Linked DNA regions of Sus scrofa: regions 2, 3 and 4 are each linked to region 1. Evidence: chromatin contacts called from public Hi-C data. All regions are on one chromosome and are shown on one strand. Each heading gives the region's core, a stretch centred on a gene start, on an enhancer-like site or on the middle of the called end of the contact. The rest is flanking DNA. Distances are from core to core; before and after follow the strand shown.

The links. A called contact is a pair of places that touch in the nucleus more often than the background predicts.
Region 2: a contact with region 1 is called in a Hi-C map of epiblast stem cells, with 2.2 times the contacts expected there. The contact joins the promoter of GABBR1 here to the promoter of RNF39 in region 1. A contact is called at or near these places in 6 of 47 Hi-C or Micro-C datasets (embryonic fibroblasts, epiblast stem cells, fetal heart ventricle and 2 more) and 1 of 2 datasets of contacts at active chromatin or transcription factors (alveolar macrophages).
Region 3: a Hi-C map of liver shows a contact between it and region 1, with 2.3 times the contacts expected there. The contact joins the promoter of OLF42-3 here to the promoter of RNF39 in region 1. A contact is called at or near these places in 2 of 47 Hi-C or Micro-C datasets (heart right ventricle and liver).
Region 4: a contact with region 1 is called in a Hi-C map of liver, with 1.6 times the contacts expected there. The contact joins the promoter of TRIM15 here to the promoter of RNF39 in region 1. A contact is called at or near these places in 1 of 5 promoter capture datasets (liver), 3 of 47 Hi-C or Micro-C datasets (embryonic fibroblasts, epiblast stem cells and liver) and 1 of 2 datasets of contacts at active chromatin or transcription factors (alveolar macrophages).

Annotation. Positions count from the first base shown.
Region 1 is chr7:22,641,091-22,643,790 of Sscrofa11.1, reverse strand. It overlaps RNF39 (ring finger protein 39), which reads left to right and starts at 1,364. Exons shown (of 5, transcript NM_001128446.1): 1 at 1,364-1,729. The coding sequence starts at 1,364.
Region 2 is chr7:22,575,778-22,578,536 of Sscrofa11.1, reverse strand. GABBR1 (gamma-aminobutyric acid type B receptor subunit 1) reads left to right here and starts at 1,424. Exons shown (of 14, transcript NM_001123114.1): 1 at 1,424-1,505; 2 at 2,193-2,396. The coding sequence starts at 1,424.
Region 3 is chr7:22,514,165-22,516,924 of Sscrofa11.1, reverse strand. It overlaps OLF42-3 (putative olfactory receptor-like protein), which reads right to left and starts at 1,250. Exons shown (of 1, transcript XM_021098436.1): 1 at 266-1,250. The coding sequence starts at 1,228. The coding sequence ends at 290.
Region 4 is chr7:22,730,056-22,732,996 of Sscrofa11.1, reverse strand. TRIM15 (tripartite motif containing 15) reads right to left here and starts at 1,255. Exons shown (of 7, transcript NM_001123208.1): 1 at 887-1,255. The coding sequence starts at 1,255. LOC110261490 (a long non-coding RNA gene) reads left to right here. Exons shown (of 5, transcript XR_002345605.1): 4 at 1-513; 5 at 894-1,022. It also overlaps a transcript of TRIM10 not described here.

The sequences.
Region 1 (2,700 bases), core at 115-2,614:
CTGTCCCAGTGATATTCAGTGTGTATGAGACTCTTGGGACATATCTGTGATTTTTGCAATGTATGAATTATCTGCCTGTGAGTTTGTGCATTTGGGGGCATTTGGACATTGATGGATGCAAACGCTTGTTTGTACAGCAGTGTGTGTGATCAGGACTGAATGTTTACTTATTCACAACCCAGACAGAAAGGCCTAGCATGAGAGAGGACCAGTAAGAAGAGGGAGCAGACAGGAAGGAGAAGAGGAGAGGGAAGGAGAGAGAGACAGAGAGATGGAGTTGAAGGAAGAAGGCACGAGGAAAGATCTGAAAAAAAAAAAAAATTAGAAAGCAGAAGGGGATTCTAGGGATCTGAAATTAAAAAGAGGCAGGGTGGAGTCACAGCAAGGCCATAAATCAGATCTGGGTATGGCTCCACTTCAGGTCATTCCCTTGCTCTGTGTACTTGGCAATGCCAGTTTACCAAAAGAATGAAAATAGATCATCTTTGGGTACATCCCAAAGAAGGAGAGAAAAAGTGGAAATAAAAGGATACACAGGGAAAGAGAGAAATAACTAGAAAGAGAGAGATGGCAAGTAACAAGAGAGGAGGAGCCAGCCAGAGGTAGAAGTGACAGAGCCCTACCCTGACTCCTTGAGGTGGGAGTGCGGGCACCTGCTCCCTACCCCTTAAGCCAAAGCTTCTGTGTCCTTAAGCCCTTAATAGGCAAGGTAGGAGGATGGAACGGAGAGAGGCGCCTGGAATGACAGCTGCACACCAACACTCGGAGGCCTGCCAAAGCCACACAAACCAGGATCTGTGCTTCCGGGCCCCCAGCCCCCAGATGTAGGTGTGCCGGCCACCTGGAATGACTCACGCCCTGGCGATGTGGGCACACATACCAAAAGCGAGCCTGGGCACCCTGCCTGCCGACCTGCACACCTCAGGCCGAGGAGGAGGTGAGATTCCCGCTTTTACGGGGTGACTGGGGCTACCCACCCCGAACGTTGCTCCCTTGCCCCCAGAGCGCCCCCTAGCTACCACCTCCTCGGCTCCAGACCTAGGTGTCCCTCCCACCCTTCTCCGCCAAAACCTTACTGGGGAAGCGGGAGAACCAGATGGGGTGTTACGCAAGGGTTGATGTTTACCTCCCGGGGGCGCCTCCTCCCTCCCTATAAAGCCTGACGTGGAAGGGAGATTGGCAGAGACAGACTGGTTGAAGAGAGAGGCGATCCCAGGAGAGGGCCAGAAAACGTCCGAAAGTTAATGCGGGAGGCGGAGAGAGGGGCATCAACGCAACCAGCAGCAGAGGCGCTCAGCCAGCTGCGCGCTCGAAGGCGTTCGCGGGGGTCGCGGAAGGGACGGCGCCCAGACGCTGGCTCCCCATGGAGGCGCCGGAGCTACTGGGCCCGGGGCTGGTGGAGCGTCTGGAGCAGTTGGCGACGTGCCCGCTGTGCGGGGGCCCCTTCGAGGACCCGGTGCTCCTGGCGTGTGAGCACAGCTTCTGCCGCGCGTGCCTGGCCCGCTGCTGGGGGACCCCGCCGGCGACGGGCCCCGAGACGCCCCCCACCGCCTGCCCCTGCTGCGGCCTGCCCTGCCCCCGCCGCTGCCTGAGGTCTAATGTGCGGCTGGCGGTGGAGGTGCGCATCAGCCGAGGACTGCGGGAGAAGCTGGCCGAGCCCGGGGCCCGCACGGGGAAACGCCGAGGGGGGCGCATCCCCACCATGGGCTGCCTGGACCAGCAGGGAGAGGTGAGGCAGGGGTGCGCTTCGCGAGTTCGCAGCTGTCGCTGGAAGCCCGGGCGGGGTGGGGAATCCGCGGGCTTCCTGGGGAAGTGGGGAATGGTGCCTCCCGAGTCGGGGCCCTTCTGCAAGTTTAGGCAGAAGATGGAGTTGGGGAGAGAGAAGCAGAGGACGAGATGGTGGCGGCTGTCAAGTGCCAGGACCGGCATAGGAAGGAGTTGACGCTTTGCCCAGGGGGAAGGGGGCTGGACGGATGCCTGAGTCTTGTTTGGGTGGGCTGGAGCGAAGGGGTTAGAGAGGCAGAGAAGAGGTTGGGCCACCAGAGAGAATCAGGAGACCCCCGAGGCTCTGCAAAGAGCGCGGGAACTGGGAGTCTGGCGAAAGGGGCAGCCCGGCGCCGGGGTGGAGCCGCGGCAGAGCTGAGGGGGCCGGCGGTGGGCGGGAGGAGGAGGGAGGAAGCTGACGGGGCGGGAGCGAACTGGGGGCCTGGGAAGTTGAAGAAGATCAAAACTGGCCAAGGGGAGGAGGAGCAGGAAGGAGGGCGGAGAAAAAGCTGGAGTGGAGGGGTGGGGAAGGAGGGGGCTGTCAAAAAAAGGGAAGGAGGGATCCAAACTCCCCTGCAGCATCTTGGGGCAGATGCCCGGGCTCTGGCGTAGGCTTTCCCGTGTTGTTTGTTATGATTGTCCTCCGCTCCTCCCAGGGCCCCGGGGAGAGGCGGCGATGGGTGGAGGCAAAGTCGGGGAGAACAGCCGCTGGGACCTCTGGCTTCTCTCCACATCCCACCCAATCACCCACCCACCCACTCATTCTTCCGCGTCGCTCCTGGGCCTTCACTCCCCTGGCGGTCAACCAACTCCATTCCCTTGCCCGACCCCCAGGCGTCCTGGATTCCTTACTGGCTTCTCCCCAGCAGCAGAGCCGGTCTCGAATCTTGCTTCCACCCTTTGAAGTCCACATATACCTAATTAGTCTAGGTGTAA
Region 2 (2,759 bases), core at 175-2,674, 65 kb after region 1:
TCTCCCTTAGTCAAGAAATATTGATTGCTAGGCCCTGCTGGAGTAGAGAAGATAATGCTGGCTCCTGCCCACTTGGAGGCTCTTTTTGCTCATTGCTTTCTTTCTTTCTTCTCCTCCCCTCCTACTTTAATTTCTCTCCTTGATGCTCCTCTTCTCGTCTTTTGCTTCCAATCCTCTCTCCTCGTTCCCTCCCCCAAGCAGGCGAGTAGCAGAGCTCTCTGGTCACCAGCTGTCTCTTCCCCATCCAACTCCTGTCGCGCTGAGGTGGCTCCGGGCCTTCACCCCCTCCCCTGTCTGACCCTGGCTTCTCCTTTCTCTCCCACCTCATCTCCTTCTCATCCGGCCTTCGGCCTCAGTCTCTCATCTCACCCCGAACCAGGCTCCTTCCTCTTTGTGCAGCCGTCTTTCTCCACCTGCATCCCAGATTCCCCGTCTCAGCGTCAGCTCCTTGGCCTTTGGCTCGGGCTCCCTCGCCCCCACCCCAGCTTCCAGTCGTCTAGCCCGCGGGTCCCCGCGCGTGTGCTCGTGCACGGGTGTCCCTCTCTCAGGCCTCGGAGCCCCGCTCCTCCGCCGCCCGCCCCCCGGCGCTGTGGGCGGTCCAGGGCGGGGCTGCGATCCGGGGCGGCTCCCGGGGCTCGGGTTGTGGGAGGTGCCCTCTCCCCGGTCTCCCCCTCGCTTCCCCCCGCCCCGTCTCCTCCTGCACCCTCCTTCTTCCCTCCGCCCGGGAGCTCTTCCCGGTCCCCGGCGCCGCCTCCTTCCCTCCCGGCTCCCCGCTCCCGCGGCCGCCGCCGCCCCGGGGAAGGAGAGACGGGGGTGGGGTTTGGGGGAGGCGAGAGAGGAGGGGGAGACCCTGGCCGGGCAGGAGCCCGGATTCGCGGGGAGGAGGGCCGGGAGGAGGGGAAAGGTGGAGGAGAGAGGAGGGGGGGAGCGGGGAGGAGCGGCCGGGCCTGGGGCCTTGAGGCCCGGGAGAGCCGGGGAGCTGGGCCGGCGCGCCGAGGTAAGAGCCAGGGCCGGGGGGCTCGGGGCCGGAGAGGGGCGCGCGGGAGGGCCGAGCCGAGAGCCGGAGGCCGGGGGAGCGGCGGGGAAGGAACCGGGAGCGGCGAGGCGGCCGAGCCCGGGAGCGTGGGGAAGCCGGGCTCGGGCGAGCCGCGGGGGCCGGGGGAGAGGAGGTGGTGAGAGGTGGAGTCCCGGGAGGGTGGGGGGGCCGAGGGAGGCAGGAGGAGGGTGGGGACAGGCTCTCTCTCCTCCTCTCCCCCACCCGCGCCGGGCTCCGCCCCCGCCTCCTCCGCGGGGCGCTCTCCAGTCCCCCGGCTGAGCCGGGTCGGAGCCCGGGAGGCGGCCCGGAGGGAGGCCGGGCCGCCTCCCGGGTCCGGACCGGCACTGGCGGGGCTCGGTCCCGTCCTCACGGCCGCCTCTCACTCAGATGCTGCTGCTGCTGCTGGCGCCGCTCTTCCTCCGCCCCCCGGGCGCGGGCGGGGCGCAGACCCCCAACGCCACCTCAGAAGGTGCACCCTTCTCCAGCGACCTCGGGCACCCCACCACCCCACTCCCCCTTTCCTTGCATCCGCTCTGCTATCCGGTCGGCCCTACATGGCATCCCGGCCTGGCCAGCCCGTCTGCTCGGCCCCACTTTACTACTCCTGACCTCCTTTCCATCACCCCCCCGTCATTACCCAGCACGCCTTTTCTCTGCCCCCCCATTACTCTACCAGGCCACCTCTCTGTGACACCACGTTATTTCCTCAACCCCATCCCTCTTCCCTGGCCCCACATTGCTACCTCAGTTCCGCCTTTTCCCTCCTTCCACATTGCTGCCCAGGTGGCATTAGAAGACCCCCTCTCCTTTCCTCCTTATTCTGCTGAGATTCTCCTTTAGCCTGTCTTACAAGTTCACTCGCATAGTCTATCTGTTCACGATTTCTTAATTACTTTTCTCCATTATCCCAACCAGCACCCTTCTATTCCCACTTGTGGGCGCTCTGATGAGCCTTAGCCCTGGCTCATTTTGCTTTGTCCTTTAGCCCAGGGTTCCAGTACCCACCCCCACTCCCACCCTCCAACACCCCATCCCATCCCCTCTGTCCTCCACCTGCCCACTGACCTCGCCCTGCGCCCCCCGCTGCCTCCGGCTGCTGACTCCGCCTTTTCCTTTCCCCCACCTTCCCTCTCTCTCCGCCTTCCCCTGGACGCAGGTTGCCAGATCATACACCCGCCCTGGGAAGGGGGCATCAGGTACAGGGGCCTGACTCGGGACCAGGTGAAGGCGATCAACTTCCTGCCCGTGGACTATGAGATTGAGTATGTGTGCCGGGGGGAGCGCGAGGTGGTGGGGCCCAAGGTCCGCAAGTGCCTGGCCAACGGCTCCTGGACAGATATGGACACACCCAGCCGCTGTGGTGAGTAGCCTCGCAAAGCCCCTCCCCTCTTCAAGCCAGTTCTTCTTCCTGCCTCAAACTTAGCTTTATTGCCTGCAAGTCAGCACTTTAAATCCAGTGTAGTGAAATTTACCAGTATATGTGCTGAAAGACCACTATGTACAGGGACTTTGCTGTGTGCCGTTGAAGGCTGTAAAGTTAGCAGCCTGCACACTTCATTTCATCCTCCCTTCAGTAGGCCACTATTTGAGAAAATAACTTGGCTATTCATCTTGTGAATTGATCTCTTTGAGGATTATTAGTGACAGATTATGCAGAAACATCCTAAAATGATTTCATCACATTTTTTAATATCTGTCTCCAACGCAGAGACCCTATGCCGCC
Region 3 (2,760 bases), core at 1-2,500, 130 kb after region 1:
ATGGGCATGGCAGAGTTAGGGAATCTATAGAAGGGAGGGAGTTAAAAACAGGAAGGAGAAGATGAAGTGCTAAGACATGACAATATTTGAATTTAAGGAGATACCAACCTCCTCTTAAATCAGTTTCTCTCTCTCTCATTACATACGGCACAGACACACAGCGACACACTGTAGTGACTACAGTGGCTTGGATCTGTGTAGAGAAAAGTAGTAGATTGGGGAACTCAATTTTCTCACAAATCATGAAGAAACTCTTCACGAATTAGAAAGCACTTGAAGCATCTCTCCCTCAGCTCTCCCTGGAGTCCCTGTCCTGCCCCAGCAACCTCCCGAGCGCCCTCTTGACCTCCTTGTTCCTCAGGGTATATATGAGAGGGTTAAGTGAAGGGATGCCCACCGCATAGAAGAGACCAAAGAACTTGCCCCTCCTCTGGGCATAGGGACTTTTGGGCTGGAGGTAGACGGCAATGACTGAGCTGTAGAAGAGGGTGACCACAGCGAGATGGGAGGAGCAGGTCCCCAGGGCCTTCCTCCATGCTGTGGCAGAGCTGATCCTCAGCACTGCCCGGGCGATGGCACCGTAAGAGACTAGGATGAGACTGAGGGGCACCACCAAGATGAAGACACTGGCAACAGCCATCTGGATCTCATTGTAGGTGGTGTCCCCACAGGAGAGTCGAATTAGAGAAGGGACCTCACACACAAAATCATCTACCTGCCGGTGGGGGCAGAAGGGCAGGCGAAGTGTGGGTGGTGTCTGGACCATGGACTCCACCAGGCCAATGACCCAGGCCACTGCCGCCAGCTGCCGGCACAGGCGGGGGTGCATGGTGGTGGCATAGTGGAGGGGTTGGCAGACAGCCACATAGCGGTCAAAGGCCATCACTGTCAGGAGGACACACTCAGTGGTCCCCAGGAGCAGGAAGATGAAGAGCTGGACAGCACAGCCAAGGAAGCTGATGGTCTTGTGTGGGCCCCACAGGTGGACCAGCATCTGGGGGACACAGCTCGTGGTGAAACAGAGGTCCAAGAAGGAGAGGTTGGAGAGGAAAAAGTACATCGGGGAGTGGAGCCTGGGGTCCAGCACGGACAGCAGGATGATGAGTGTGTTGCCAGCTAGAGTCAGGAGGTAGGAAGCGAAGACAACCACGAAGAGGATTCTCTCGAGCTCTGGGTGTTCAGAGAAGCCCAGAAGGAGGAAGCCTGCCGGGGAGCTGCGGTTGACCATGGCCTGTTCCTGTCCAGACCTAGAGGGCTGAGGGCTGTCAGGGGAGTGTGTCCAAACTGTTTTATGAAAAGTCACTCTGGGTACTTGCCAGGTCGCAGCAGGTGGGTATTTCTCTTTTGCTTTCACTCCCTCAGCCTCTTTCCCAGGACGTCATCACCGGCAGCTCCTTCTCTTCCCCTTTCTCCAGGTCACATGTTGCTAGTGGGATTGAGGAAACCATGAAAGTGCTGGAAAACAGGTGGAGACCCACGCTGGTTCCTCAGACTCACTGAAGGTAAGGAAAGCTGATGCAAAATATGGATTAGCTAAGTTTTCCTTAATTCAAAAATCAATTGAGGAGTTCCCTTTGTGGGGAACTGACTAGGATCCATGAGGATGTGGGTTCGAGTGAGGCCTTAACCCACTGGCCTTGCTAGGTGGGTTATGGATTCGGCATTGCCATGAGCTGTGGTGTAGGTCGAAGATGTACCTTGGATCCCTCGTGGCTGAGGCTGTGGCGTAGGCAGGCAGCTGTAGCGCCGATTCCACCCCTAGCCTAGGAACCTCCTCATGTGCCCTAAAAAGAAAAAAAAGATCAATTATTGAGTATTAATTTTGTTCTGAGTACTGTCATAGTTTTTGATATTCCCTTATGTATCCAGAGAAGATTAGCAAAAGAATCATTTTTACTGAATTTCCCTCTTGAGAGTGTCTATGTAGGGTTACTTCCTACTCTGGAACATACATTTTCTAGATTGTTCATGTTTTATCTTCCTTACTTCATTTGTAGGAGAACCACCAGAGGCAGAACGTGTGTATGAATCAAGGAAATTTCTTCTCTTTGAAGTGAAGTGATCCTACCGCAGAGATATTAACTAGGTGATCTTATCCCTTTAAAAAAATTATGATTTATTGAACTAAGCACAAGAGTGTCTTCTACAAATAAAAAGCACTAAGCCCAACTTAATATTATGTATATGTGGCAAAATAAGACCAAAAAGGCTGGAGTTCCTGCTGCGACGCAACAGGATCAGCAGCATCTTGGGAGCGCTGGGACTCAGGTTCATCCCAGCCCAGTGCAGTGGGTTAAGGATCCCGTTTTGCTGCAGCTGCAGCTGAGGTCACAGCTATGGCTCAGATCTGATCCTTGGTCTGGGAACCATATGCCACAGGGCAGCAAAAAATAAGTAATAAATAAAAAAAAATTTTTAAAAGAGACCAAACAGGCTTCCAGTGGTCTTGTTATGGAACTACGAACATCAAGAATTATTGAGTCTAGAAATAAGGAAGATGATATAATTTTAAAAAATATTTTCCCTTTCAGATAAGATTATGTCAAAAGGAAAATATGCTGAATTGATGCTGGGATATTTAAGTAAAGCATAGAACTTGTTTAATGTTTTCTTAATTCTAGTCATTATTTGAGATTTAAAAAAATTTTATGTACCAATATTAAACTTACAGAAAGTTTTCAAGGCTAAGAAATTCCTGTGTATTATTTATATATTGTTAGCATTTGCCACATTTTTTTTCCTTTGCTTTTTAGGGCCACA
Region 4 (2,941 bases), core at 6-2,505, 89 kb before region 1:
TCAGCAAACAGCAGGTACCAATGGCCAGTCTGGCACTGGACATATGGTGCCAGGGGCCGGCAGCTGAGCCATGAGACTGGACAAGAAGGCAGGATCCTGCCTGCAGGTGGCCTTGAAGCCTTGCTAAAGTCACAGGCTTTCTTTGGGCCCTAGGGATCCAGGGGCGGATTATGGAAGGGGAGGGACATGATGGGGTGTGTGATTTGGGAAGCTTGGCAGGTGACCGGAAAGGGGAGCATAGGCTGGAGCCTGGATGACAGGTGGGCAGCCTGGATTTGGGGGTGGCGGTTGTGGAGATGATGCAGAGGGAAAGATGAGCCAAGCTTCTGAGGAGGCCATTTCCAGAGCTGGAGCCTGGGTGACAAGCAAGAGATCTGAGAGGCAGACGGAATGATAATGTCCCCAAGACCAGATGGGCTAGTATCTGCCACACCTCCTGCTCTCAAAAACAAGAGCTCTGCTTGGAGGAAGCCTTCTTGGACTCTCTCTCCTCTCTGAGCCCCAGCAGTCAAGGTCTGGCTAAATCTCATATCCAATCTGGATCCGGGAGGCCCCGGCCACACTGCCCAGAAGCTGAGGAGGGGGCCTCCCGCCCTCTTCTCCTTCCCTAGCGTGAAGGCACGGCTACAATTCTCTGGGTTCCATCACCATGGGGTCCTCTCGGCAGGAGCTGATGTTCCCCCTAAGGCTGCAGATGACCACACATCCACGTGGAACTGCGTGCCCCTCAGTCTGGGTCCCAGCAGCCTGGGGGTCCCTGGAAGTGGATGCCCGTAGCCCTTTCACGCAACCCCCTCCCCCTCCCCCTGCCCTGTTCCCTCCCCACCCCCCACCGCGGGACACTGTCCTGCTCCAATGGGCCCCACGCTGACCCCATACCTCTTACCCGGTAGGGCTGGATGGCTTCATCCAGGAAGCCCACGGCGTGGGCCTGGTGGGAGGGACCCTCCCGGCAGAAGACACAGAGGAACTCGGCATCATTCTCGCAGAAGAAGTAGATCTTCTCGCCATGCTCCTCGCAGTAAGTCTCCCCCAGAGGGCCCAGGGGCACGGGGACTAGGACGGGCTCTGTCTGCTCCTTCTCCTGGCAGACTGGACAGAGCAGGACCCTGCTGGAGGGCTGGGCCCCCATCTGGGGGGGCAGGGGGAGGCAGAGCCGGCAGAAGGTGTGTCCGCAGGCGGCGGTCACCGCATCCTCCAGTCGCCCTTGGCAGTCCGAACAGACGGCCCCTTTGTGGGAGGGGGTCAAGGGCATCCCGGTGCCGCCCGGCCCGTTCACTCTGGTCTCTGCCCTGATCCCACGCGAATTCTCTTTCCCTGAAATTGAGTCACGGAGGGAAAGGAATAGGAGGCCAAGCGAGGGGAAGGCGGGAATGGAGAGCGAGGAGGACAGGAGTGTCTGGACAGACAGACGCCTGACTCCACCTCTTGTGCTTCCCAGAGTCCCCGCCACCACCTATCAGCTGAGCGAGTCCAAACTCCAGGGCATCTCGAATTACCCAGCATTTCCCAACAGGGGCCCCTGTCCGCCCGGTTCTCCTCTCCTTCTGGTCCTTCCAGCCCCTGGGGTGGGGAGGAGAGCATGCCATGAAGTCACAGGGAGAGGGGGTTTCCTGGAACCCCTACCTTGATCACAGTGGGGTCAAGGGGAGTTGGGGAGGATCTGCTGCTTCCTGTCCGACTGAGCAGGTGAGAGCCATAAACTTCGGGCTTTGAGGTGTGCACACGGCAGCGGCAAAGTCCAGCCGGAGTGGGAGGTGCTGACTTCCAGGAAAGTCTGTTCCATTCTGGGGGGCAAGTGAAGATTGCTCACCAGGGCCCCCTCCTCTGGCCGCCTTCCCTTCTCACCTCCTCAGCTTGGGCTGGTCTCTCCCATCCCCACCGTCTCCCAGCACCAGGGTCCCCACTGAAGGATGGATAACTCTGAACTTCAATTTTAGTTTTAACTGCAGGAGGGAGAAGGCAAGAAAGCATAATACAAACCATTCGTGTTGATACAATTTAGAAAACAATTGAAAAGAGAGACAGGTTCAACCACATTTATCTAAGGCTTAGTGTTTTCATATTATTACATCCAATCTGATAACAACCCTTGCGGGCAGGTGATGAGTACAGGAAATGTAAACTGAAAGGTAAAGTGACTTCCCCAAGGTCACAGAGCTAGAAAGCTGCAAGGCTGGGGTCCATGCGGGTCTCCAGGCTTCCAGCTCTGTGCCCTTCCTGAACTCTGAGCCAAGAGAATGAGCAAACAGCCAGGGTGCTTCATCCACTCACCTGCATCTGTGGATAAAACCAAGGAAAACTCATTCCAATTCTCCTCTGGATGATCGGTGCCCCACCCCATTTCGCTCCCTTCCCACTCCAGCTATTTTGTATGTCACCTTCCCTTCCCCCACCTCCTATACCTCTGCCCCCAACAAGGAGCTGCACTGTCCAGCACAAGAGCTCTAACTACATGAGGCTGCTGAGTATTTGAGATGTGGCCAGTCCAAACTGAGATGTGTAAAATATGCCCTGACTTCAAAGATTTAGCACCAATTAAAAAGAATGTAGGGGAAAAAAAAAAAGGAGTTCTTGTTGTGGCTCAGTGGTAAGGAACCCAGTTAGTATCCACGAGGATATGGGTTTGATCCCTGGCCTCGCTCAATGGGTTAAGGATCTGGTGTTGCTGTGGCTGTGGTGTAGGCCAGCAGCTATAGCTCTGATTCCACCCCTAGCCTGGGAACTTCCATATGCTACAAGTGTGACCCTAAAAAATGCAAAAAAATAAAAATAAATACATACAAAGTGGAGTTCCTGCCGTGGTGCAGTGGAAATAAATCCGACTAGGAACCATGAGGTTGCAGGTTCGATTCCTGGCCTTGCTAAGTAGGTTAAGGATCCATTGTTGCTGTGAGCTGTGGTGTAGGTCGAAGATGTGGCTCAGACCCCGAGTTGCTGT